Linked DNA regions of Sus scrofa: all the other regions are linked to region 3. Evidence: chromatin contacts called from public HiChIP or PLAC-seq data. All regions are on one chromosome and are shown on one strand. The core of a region is the stretch at or near the end of the contact, and the rest is flanking DNA. Distances in the headings are between cores, read along the strand shown. Region 1 overlaps TEAD1 (TEA domain transcription factor 1). Region 2 holds the start of TEAD1 (TEA domain transcription factor 1). Region 3 overlaps TEAD1 (TEA domain transcription factor 1).

Evidence for each region. HiChIP or PLAC-seq counts read pairs in DNA pulled down with a chosen protein or histone mark.
Region 1: a contact with region 3 is called in an H3K27ac HiChIP or PLAC-seq map of skeletal muscle. The contact joins two enhancer-like sites. A contact is called at or near these places in 2 of 47 Hi-C or Micro-C datasets (embryonic fibroblasts and heart right ventricle) and 1 of 2 datasets of contacts at active chromatin or transcription factors (skeletal muscle).
Region 2: a contact with region 3 is called in an H3K27ac HiChIP or PLAC-seq map of skeletal muscle. The contact joins the promoter of TEAD1 here to the enhancer-like site in region 3. A contact is called at or near these places in 1 of 5 promoter capture datasets (fetal skeletal muscle), 8 of 47 Hi-C or Micro-C datasets (brain, embryonic fibroblasts, epiblast stem cells and 4 more) and 1 of 2 datasets of contacts at active chromatin or transcription factors (skeletal muscle).

The regions. Positions count from the first base shown.
Region 1 is chr2:46,608,656-46,611,355 of Sscrofa11.1, reverse strand. All of the region lies in intron 1 of TEAD1 (TEA domain transcription factor 1), which reads left to right. Among named protein-coding and RNA genes, the nearest start is that of TEAD1, 60 kb to the left of the region's middle. Within about 2 kb of position 1,380, at least 1 of the 83 cell types and tissues checked has an H3K27ac peak or open chromatin away from gene starts, as enhancers often do. A contact at or near this core is called in skeletal muscle, where this site is marked.
Region 2 is chr2:46,668,971-46,671,670 of Sscrofa11.1, reverse strand. TEAD1 (TEA domain transcription factor 1) reads left to right here and starts at 1,403. Exons shown (of 14, transcript NM_001142669.1): 1 at 1,403-1,549. LOC102164222 (a long non-coding RNA gene) reads right to left here and starts at 1,998. Exons shown (of 6, transcript XR_002341571.1): 1 at 1,911-1,998.
Region 3 is chr2:46,465,367-46,468,066 of Sscrofa11.1, reverse strand. The region is part of intron 5 of TEAD1 (TEA domain transcription factor 1); the gene reads left to right. Among named protein-coding and RNA genes, the nearest start is that of RASSF10, 130 kb to the right of the region's middle. Within about 2 kb of position 1,401, at least 26 of the 83 cell types and tissues checked have an H3K27ac peak or open chromatin away from gene starts, as enhancers often do. A contact at or near this core is called in embryonic fibroblasts, omental adipose tissue, retroperitoneal adipose tissue and 1 more, where this site is marked.

The DNA.
Region 1 (2,700 bases), core at 131-2,630, 140 kb before region 3:
ACGGGATCTAGAGTGAAGAGGTGTGAGTTGGGTCCCGGGGCACAGCCTGTGGCAGGCCTGCACATCTCTGCAACTCCCTGCCCTTCTCTCTAATGTGGCACTAAGAGCCTTCCAGCTGGGGCTGAGAATGAAGGCAAGAATGCCTATGAGAAGCACACCCCATTATGAGCTGTGGTTCTCCTTGTAATAAAACAGTTTAGGTTGGAGACAAGATACACCATACAGTTGATACTGTTATTTTAAAAGATGAGAAATTTGACCAAATGCAGAGTAAGAGGTTGGTGTGTGGTAAATGCATTCAACCCACGATGAATTACAGACTGGGGGTGGATCTGTGTGAGATGCCATGGATAAAGAAAATTCCATTTCTGTTGCACTTGGCTTGCTCTACTCCAGGAATTCCCTCACTCCTCACTTCGGAGTTTGGATCCAGACTTCCATAGTCTTTGTTCCCTGTTTGATTTTGTCTCCGAAGGCCAACCAGGGCTAACCACTTCTTTATTTCTATTTTATCCTCAAGCATTTAGTATTATAATCCTAAAATTCAACGCTCATTAGATACTTGATGAATGATTTGCCGTTCTGTCAGTATTTACTGAAGACCTGGATGTGTCAGGTTATCTGCTGGTCTCCAGAGATGCTGTGCTGCAGGGAGCCCCTGCCCTTAAGATGCTCACTGTGGGGAAGGAGTCGGTTACCTGGTTAAGGTAGAGAAGACTGCAGGGGGTAGGGAAAGCATTCCTAATTGCTAAATCTTGTGACCTAAAGGATAACTTGATTAAGGATAGCAATGGAGAGAGCTTGGAGACAGTCATAGCTGACTAGAGTATACTTTCTTTCTCTTTTCTCTCTCTCTCTTTTTTTCTTTTCTTTTTTTTTTTTTTTTTTTTTTGACTGAACCTGAGGTGTGCGGAGGGATCCCAGGCCAGGGATCGAATGTATACCACAGCAGCAACCTGAGCCACAACAGTGACAACGCCAGATCCTTAACTGCTAGGCCACCAGGGAACTCCACGGAATATACTTCCTTATAATTGCCTTTTGGAGCATGAAATTCAAGAGCTGAGTTTGTCTGGGATCCTAACAGCCCCTGAGGGTTTCCAGCACTGTGGCAATGTTCAGTATTAATGTTGTGTTTGTGTATTAATTACACTTTTACTGTCAGTGTACTGAACCCAAAGATGGTACAGAACACGTGGAGCAAGCAGATACCCCTCCCCATTGGGAGTGACCTGGACTAATTAGAAGCCTGTCACAGGACCGGGGTGGGGCGGGGGGGGGCAGTTTAGCAGGGCCAAGCTGGGGGTATATGGGGGCAGAAGTAGATGTGACCTGGCATGGAGGTGGCAGGCAGGCAGACAGTCATTTCAGTGGGAGATAGCATCTGATCCTCATCCCTTCGGGCTAGTCTTATAATAGCGGCAGATAAATAAGCTGCCTCTAGTATGTTCCCAGAATATCTCTGTCTGCAAAATGTCTTTGAGGGGATGTTTGACTTGTGAGCATGTGGTTGATAAAATAAATACATTAAAAAAATATATAACCCTCTCTGTGAGAGGTTTTAGTCTCTTCTCTCCCCCGGGAAAAATAAGGCCCTTCTTGAACCCTTTTCTTCCCTCACTGTAGAATTCCTGCCATGCTTTATAAGAAGAAATATTTTTGGAATGTAGCACCTGCAGATTTATAAAGGGGCTCTGCCCAAACCACTGGGCTGTGGCTATTGTGTGGGTGGGTTCTTGGTGCATTGTGAAGAGATATCAGCCTGACACCTGCAAAGCATTTGAGGAGCTGGGCCAGGGTTGGAGAAGCTGGAATTCAGAGGCACTTCAGTTGTTGTTATCTGGCTTTTGTGGGCAGGCAACTGGAATGGGCCCTTCTCCCTAGTGTTAGAGGATCCTTAGCATTCAATTACACCTTGACTAGAACAGGACTTGGTGCCTAGAAAAGTGTCTGGCATGACATAGGAACTTAATATACAGCTGCTGAGTGAGTGAACAGATGAGGCCCTTTTCTGGGCTTTGACAGTCTTGTTGGATGAGTATGCCTCTGGCTCTTGCTTTTCGAGGGTAGTCTGTTGACCAGCAGTAGCAGCCTCACTTTGTTAGCATAGGAATCACTTGGGGATCTTTTTTTTTTCTTTTTCTTTTTTCTTTTTTTTTTTTTAGGGCTGCACCTGTGGCATATGAAGTTCCCAGGCTAGGGGTCGAATCAGAGCTGCAGTTGTTGGCCTGCACCACAGCCACAGCAACACCAAATCTGAGAGCTGTGTCTGTGACCTACACTGCAGCTTGCAGCAGTACCAGATCCTTAACCCACTGAGTGAGGCCAGGGATGGAACCCACATCCTCGTGGATACTAGTCAGATTCTTAACATGCTGAGGCACAATGGGAGCTCCTCACTTAGGGATCTTTTTAAAATGTAGGTTCTGGAGTTCCCGTTGCGGCTTAGCAGTAACGAACCTGACTAGGATCCATGAAGACACGGTTCGATCCCTGGCCTCACTCAGTGGGTTAAGGATCCGGCACTGCTGTGACTGTGGTGTAGGCTGGCAACTGAAGTTCTGGCCCCTAGCCTGGGAATTTCCATAGGCCACACCTGTGGCCTTAAAAAGGCAACCCCCCCCCAAAAAAAAACCCAAAAATCAAAAACAGGTTCTGATTTAGTGTAGCTGGGACTTGGCTTGAGGATCTGCATTTTAA
Region 2 (2,700 bases), core at 154-2,653, 200 kb before region 3:
CACAAAACAGGAGGCTGAAAAAAGGCGGCATTATTGATCCTGGGGTCCCAACTGGAAAGGAGAGCAAAATGCCCCAAGGAAAGGGGTTAACAGCACAGGGATCGCTTTGCTACTTGGATCTAAGTGAAACTGCCAGTTACAATTACTCCAAACCTAGTTGCTTTCTGATTTACCCACAGTGTCTACTATGTCACTTTACTGTCACTATCTCCAAAGATACAGTTAAAGTTAGTCTAGGTGTAAGCGAAGTTTACCCACAAAGCAAAAAGAAAAAAAAAAAAAAAGAAAAAGAAAAAAAAGTGACGTGAAGGTGCAGGATGCAGCATTAAAGAGTTAGGGATTTTTACCTGACTCATTGCTTTCGAAAAGCACAATTCGCAGGGATTAGTGAACTTGATTTCTTGAGCGACTTGGAGGAGACCGTGTTAGCGGGGCAGGATTATTACAAACCCAGCAATTATCTTTTCCCCCCCGCTATGCTAAAGGTTTCCCTTCTCAACAGTAGGGCTGACTTCGACTTGAGCGAGAGCCCTGAACTTTTATAAAGTGAAAAAGAGGGAAAGCAATTGCAGGCTGGGAATCCGGCCCCGGGAAGGCGTCCACCGTGCTAGAGAACAACGTAAATTTCCAGAAGAGAAACTTCTCTTCCCCACCCTTGCAGACTTCCGCGAGACCAGGAGCGCTGTAGGCAGCAGCCCAACCTTCCGCGTCCCGGAGGAGGGAAACTGAGGCACTGCAGGAGCTTCGAGCGCAGCTCGGACCTCATCGCCCGCCCCACGGAGGGAACCTAGGTTTCCACAGTTTTCCGCGCAGCGCTGGCACAGCCAAGGCGCCCTCCCCAGTCCGCCCCGCCCAGCTCGGGACAAAGCCCGGAGCCCGCTCCCGGAGGGGGCAGGGCGGCTCCCGCGCGCGCCCGGCTCCCCCGTGGGCGCGAGACTCCGCCCCGCCGCTCCTCCGGGGGGAGCCCGCGCCCCAACGGCTAGGCGGCGGAGCCGGGCCCGCCCCGAATCCCCATGACGTCACCGGCGGCGGCAGGCCCCGCCCCCGGCCCCGGGCGGCAGGCCGCATGACGTCACCGAGGCCCCACCCCTCCGGAGCGAGTTCGGTCCTGGCGTTCATTTCATTCCTGTCCTCATTCCGAACATTCTTAGCATCGCTCGCGCCTTGCCGCGCCGCCCGAGCCGAGCCGAGCCTCTGCAGCCGCCGCCGCGGCCCCGCCGCCCGCCGCGGGCGCCCACCAAGCACTTTGCAGACTCGCTTCCACCCTGCGGGCCAGTCCGCGCGGCGGGGCCCGGGCCCGGGGCGGCCGCGTCCGGGGACAGGCCATGCAGTGAAGCCCCCCACCCCGTCCACCTTTGCCCGGAGCCGCGGGCAGCAGCCCCGTACGCCCAGCCGGCCCCGGGGCAGGAGCAGTGCTAACAGGGGTGGGGTGGCCCAGCCCGGGGACTGGGAGCCGGGGAGGGAGCCGGGCTCCGAGCTGAAAGCGAGGGAAGCAGCGCCGAAGTTTGCCTCGGACTCGCCGGGCGCTGCGGCGGCTCCCTTCGCCGAGGTAAGTTGGCGCGCGGGGCTGATGCTGGGTGCGGGGGGTGCGCCGGGCGTCGGGGCGGGGGGACGGCGGCGTCCGGCTCGGGCCGCTTTTTCTCTCGGGGCTCTGCTTTGTGTGCGGCGGGTGAGCGGGCACGCGGAGGACTGGGGCCGGGCCCCCGCGCCCTCCTCCCCGCGCCCCTTCAAGGTGAGCGGCTCGGCGCCGCGGCGCGAGTTCCCGGGACGCCAAGTTGGGCCGCGCGCTGAGGAACCCGCGCGGCAACAGGCGGCCCCGCCAGCGGCCGGGAGGCGCCGGGGCGGCCGCGCCGCGCCCCCCGCGCCCCCCTCTCGCGCCTGTCCGCCAGCCCGCGCGCACACGCACACACCCTCGGGCAGTTTACACGTTCTTCTGGGAGAAGTCAGAAGTTCGGAGCGAGCGCGGGCGGGGAGAGCCGCCGGCGCCGCCTGGGAGCCCCAAGCCGGCCCGACTCCCCCCACCGCGTCTCCCTGGCCGCCCCAGGCGCCGGGGCCCCCGAGGCCCGCCCGGGGTCTGAGCCGACTTGCGCTGCTGGCGGAGGTTTCGTTCCTTCTCAAAGATGAAAGGAGGCACGGTCGTCTTTGCCGCTTCTCCAGGACTGTTGCTACCGCCGCCGCTGCTTCATTGCACATTCAAGTGGAAAATTTTCAGGAGTCAGCAGAAACATTGTGTCCAAAAAAGACTGAGTCGCAGTTACCACCAAACCCTGGAGGAGACTCTCCTTGGAAAACTTCCCTTTGGTAGGAAATACTGGGGGATTTGTTTGTTTATTGGAAGAGAAATGATTCCCCAGGAGGGGAGAAAATCAGGGTGCACTTCTAGTCTTTGTTCGTAGCAGCAACATTTGTTTTGTTCAGAAGTGCAGAGGCCCGCTTTAAAGAAAGTTCAACTTGTATGAGTTTCCTTTTTTTTCTTTTAAAATGTGTTTTTTAAAAACCGAAGAAGCATTTTAAATGAGTTGAAAACAATGGAGGGCTCACACCTTCCTTATTTTCCTCCTACGAAAATAAATAAAATCCAGATCATTATTTTCTTTTGCTTTTTAATTCTTTCTTTTTAAAGATTTATTTAAAGTTGAATGGTGTCACTGTATAAAAATATTTATGGAACAATGAAATACCAGCCACCAGCATTTCTCA
Region 3 (2,700 bases), core at 152-2,651:
CCTTTCCTGCCTTCCTACCTCATTATTCTGGGGAAAATGGAGGCCTTTGTTCTTCCCATCAGCTAATACCAGTTGAGTGTTCCAGGCATGGCGATCATCACGGTGGGCAGTTAACAACCAATCCCCTATTCACAGAGCTGGCTGTGGAAATGGGAATGTGAAATATAGGGCACTGTGGGATAAGTGTTCACAGAAAGAGCCAAAATTAAATGTGCGGGGAATCCCGGGGACGAGCTGCTTAGAGACGGTGCTGCAGAGTCTGGGGATGGGAGCCTGGCGTTCGTGCCACACAAAGCCCCCTATGGCTTTTCCCGCGTCAGCTCACTGCAAAGTGAGTTCTGGTCCTCAGATTGTGAGGAATAATACGTAGGAAACCAGGGCTCACCCAAAGCCACCCAGCTTAGGGATGGGTGAAATCAGAATTTGAACTCAGATCTTTCTGCATTCTAAACCAGAGCTCTTTGAGACTGGGTTTCATCTAGTGGAGGCTGCTGTGGTTTTCAGGCAGCAGGTTTCACATCAGAAAACAGTATGGGTAACCTGTCACAAGCCCTCACTCCCCTTGGAACTGGGCATGCAGCCCTTATTTCCCGGCCTTCCCTCAACCCCCACACGTTAGAAGTAGGATGACTCTTTAACATTGAGCCTTTGGTCAAGGTGTGGACTTTTAAACTGCGATCAATGCTGTGATGCCGGTAACTCAGGGGCTGAGGTGGTGCTGGCTGCGGAGTGGCTGCGTTGCCCCTCAGAGGGAGTTAAAAGATAGTCGAGGAGAATACGGTGACTGTCACCTGCCTGCAGAGATGCTGCTGCCTTCACCTTCTGCGGGCATTTGGGTTAAAGATGCTCTCCTGTACCTTCCCACCTAGCCATTACCAGGCTCAGGACCGTCAGCCTTGTAGGAAGGGCAGATCTCGCCGTTCCATCTGCACTTTCTTGTTCAGCTCTGGAGACTGACATCCATGGGAGGCGGGGATGAGCATGCTCGCTGGATTCCTTGTGGGGTCAGGCTGATAGCCTTGGACTTCTTGGCCTCCTACACTGGCTAAGGAGATAAACTCACTACAGAAAGTTGACGTCATCTCAGCAGACCACAGAGAGAACTTCTGGGCAAGGGGTGGGGGTGGCAGGAAGTGTCTGCACTCACAAGAAGTGCTGTGCTTTGTCTGAGAGGATGTAGTAAGGCTTCCTGGAGGAGGTGGCTACTGACTGGCCTTCTCAGGGATCGTCCTTGCCATGCCTGCCCCAGCTGGGCTACTCACCACTGCTCCACATGCTCAGAAGTCAAAGGATTTCTGTTCTCTAGGGTGGACAAAGGCCTGTGGCCCTCCTCTGAAGACTGAAGCCAAGCTTTATTTCCTTGTCCTCCCTCTGAGTTTGAAAGAGTGAATTGCTCACACCTGGGGCCAGTGCCAGGTGTGGGGCCTGTGGGGCCCTCTTGGCTCTGAGCCTCTGAGCCTCTCTTCACTTCCTGGGGATTCACTTCTAGTAGAATTCTTTAGGCTAGTGGTTTTTCAGCCTTTTTTTTTAAGCATTGAGACTCATATTTCAGATTGAAATCTTATTTGAAAATGTCAATACATAAAAGAGGAAAAGCTGTTTTAATTAAAGCTTAGACTCTCTCATCCTTAGCAGTGGCCTCTTTGGCTGGTTATGTTGTATAAGGTTTGGAAACCCACACTGCTTTAGGCAGAAGGAAGAGGAAACGATCGCCTCTCAGCCCCCCCACCCCCCGAGCCTTTATAGGCCAGGTCAGGGGTCCCTTTAAAAGCCCATGTTTTCTACGTTCCATAGCCTATTCTGCCTAATGTTTCTGAAGTAAACAGACTCCAAAGAGAGTGGTTATTCTCCTGTCACGGTAACAGATGAGTCATCCTAGCTGCAGAAGTCATGCTCCTGAAATTCTGTTAGGATAAGTTTCAAAGGTCAGCTTTATACTTCTGCTAAGTGCAGTGTTTCTTACAGTGCTTGTGTGTGAGCCAAGTCACCTCCGAATGTGTAGACTTTAATTTTTGTTAAAAAAAATTATTTTTAGTAAGAACTTATGATTTCTATGTAGATTTGAACTTTAAAAGTGCAGAAATGATTCCTGAATTCAGTAACTTTCCATTGAGAATCCGTGTGTTCTAGATCCTTTAGTAGATGTTGGGCATATACATTTGAATAAGTAGAGTCTCTGTTCCTGAGGATCACTCCTTCTTTCTGTTGTTTTTGGCTACATTTTGTAGAAAATACAAGATTTTCAGTACATTGTCCCCACATAGGACATAGGAGGCTCTGTTTAAATTTTTTTTTTTTTTTTTTTGCTTTTTAGGGCTACGCTTTGAGGCATATGGAAGTTTCCAGGCTAGGGGGTCTAATCAGAGCTGCAGCTGCTGGCCTGCACCACAGTCACAGCAACGCAGGATCCGAGCCACATCTGCGACTACACCGCAGCTCACAGCAATACCAGATCCTTAATCCAATGAGTGGGACCAGGCATCAAACCTGCATCCTCATGGATTCTAGACAGGTTCACAACCCGCTGAGCCACAATGGGAACTCCCGGGGCTCTGTTTAACAGAATAGTGCAAAGACCACACAGTGAAAAGAATGATTAATTTTGAGTGCGGGAGAATTAAAGAAAGCCCCGTGGAGGAGGTGCCTTAGAGCTCAGCATAGAGAAGGTAGAGAATTTCCACAGAGAAGGAACCTTGAAGG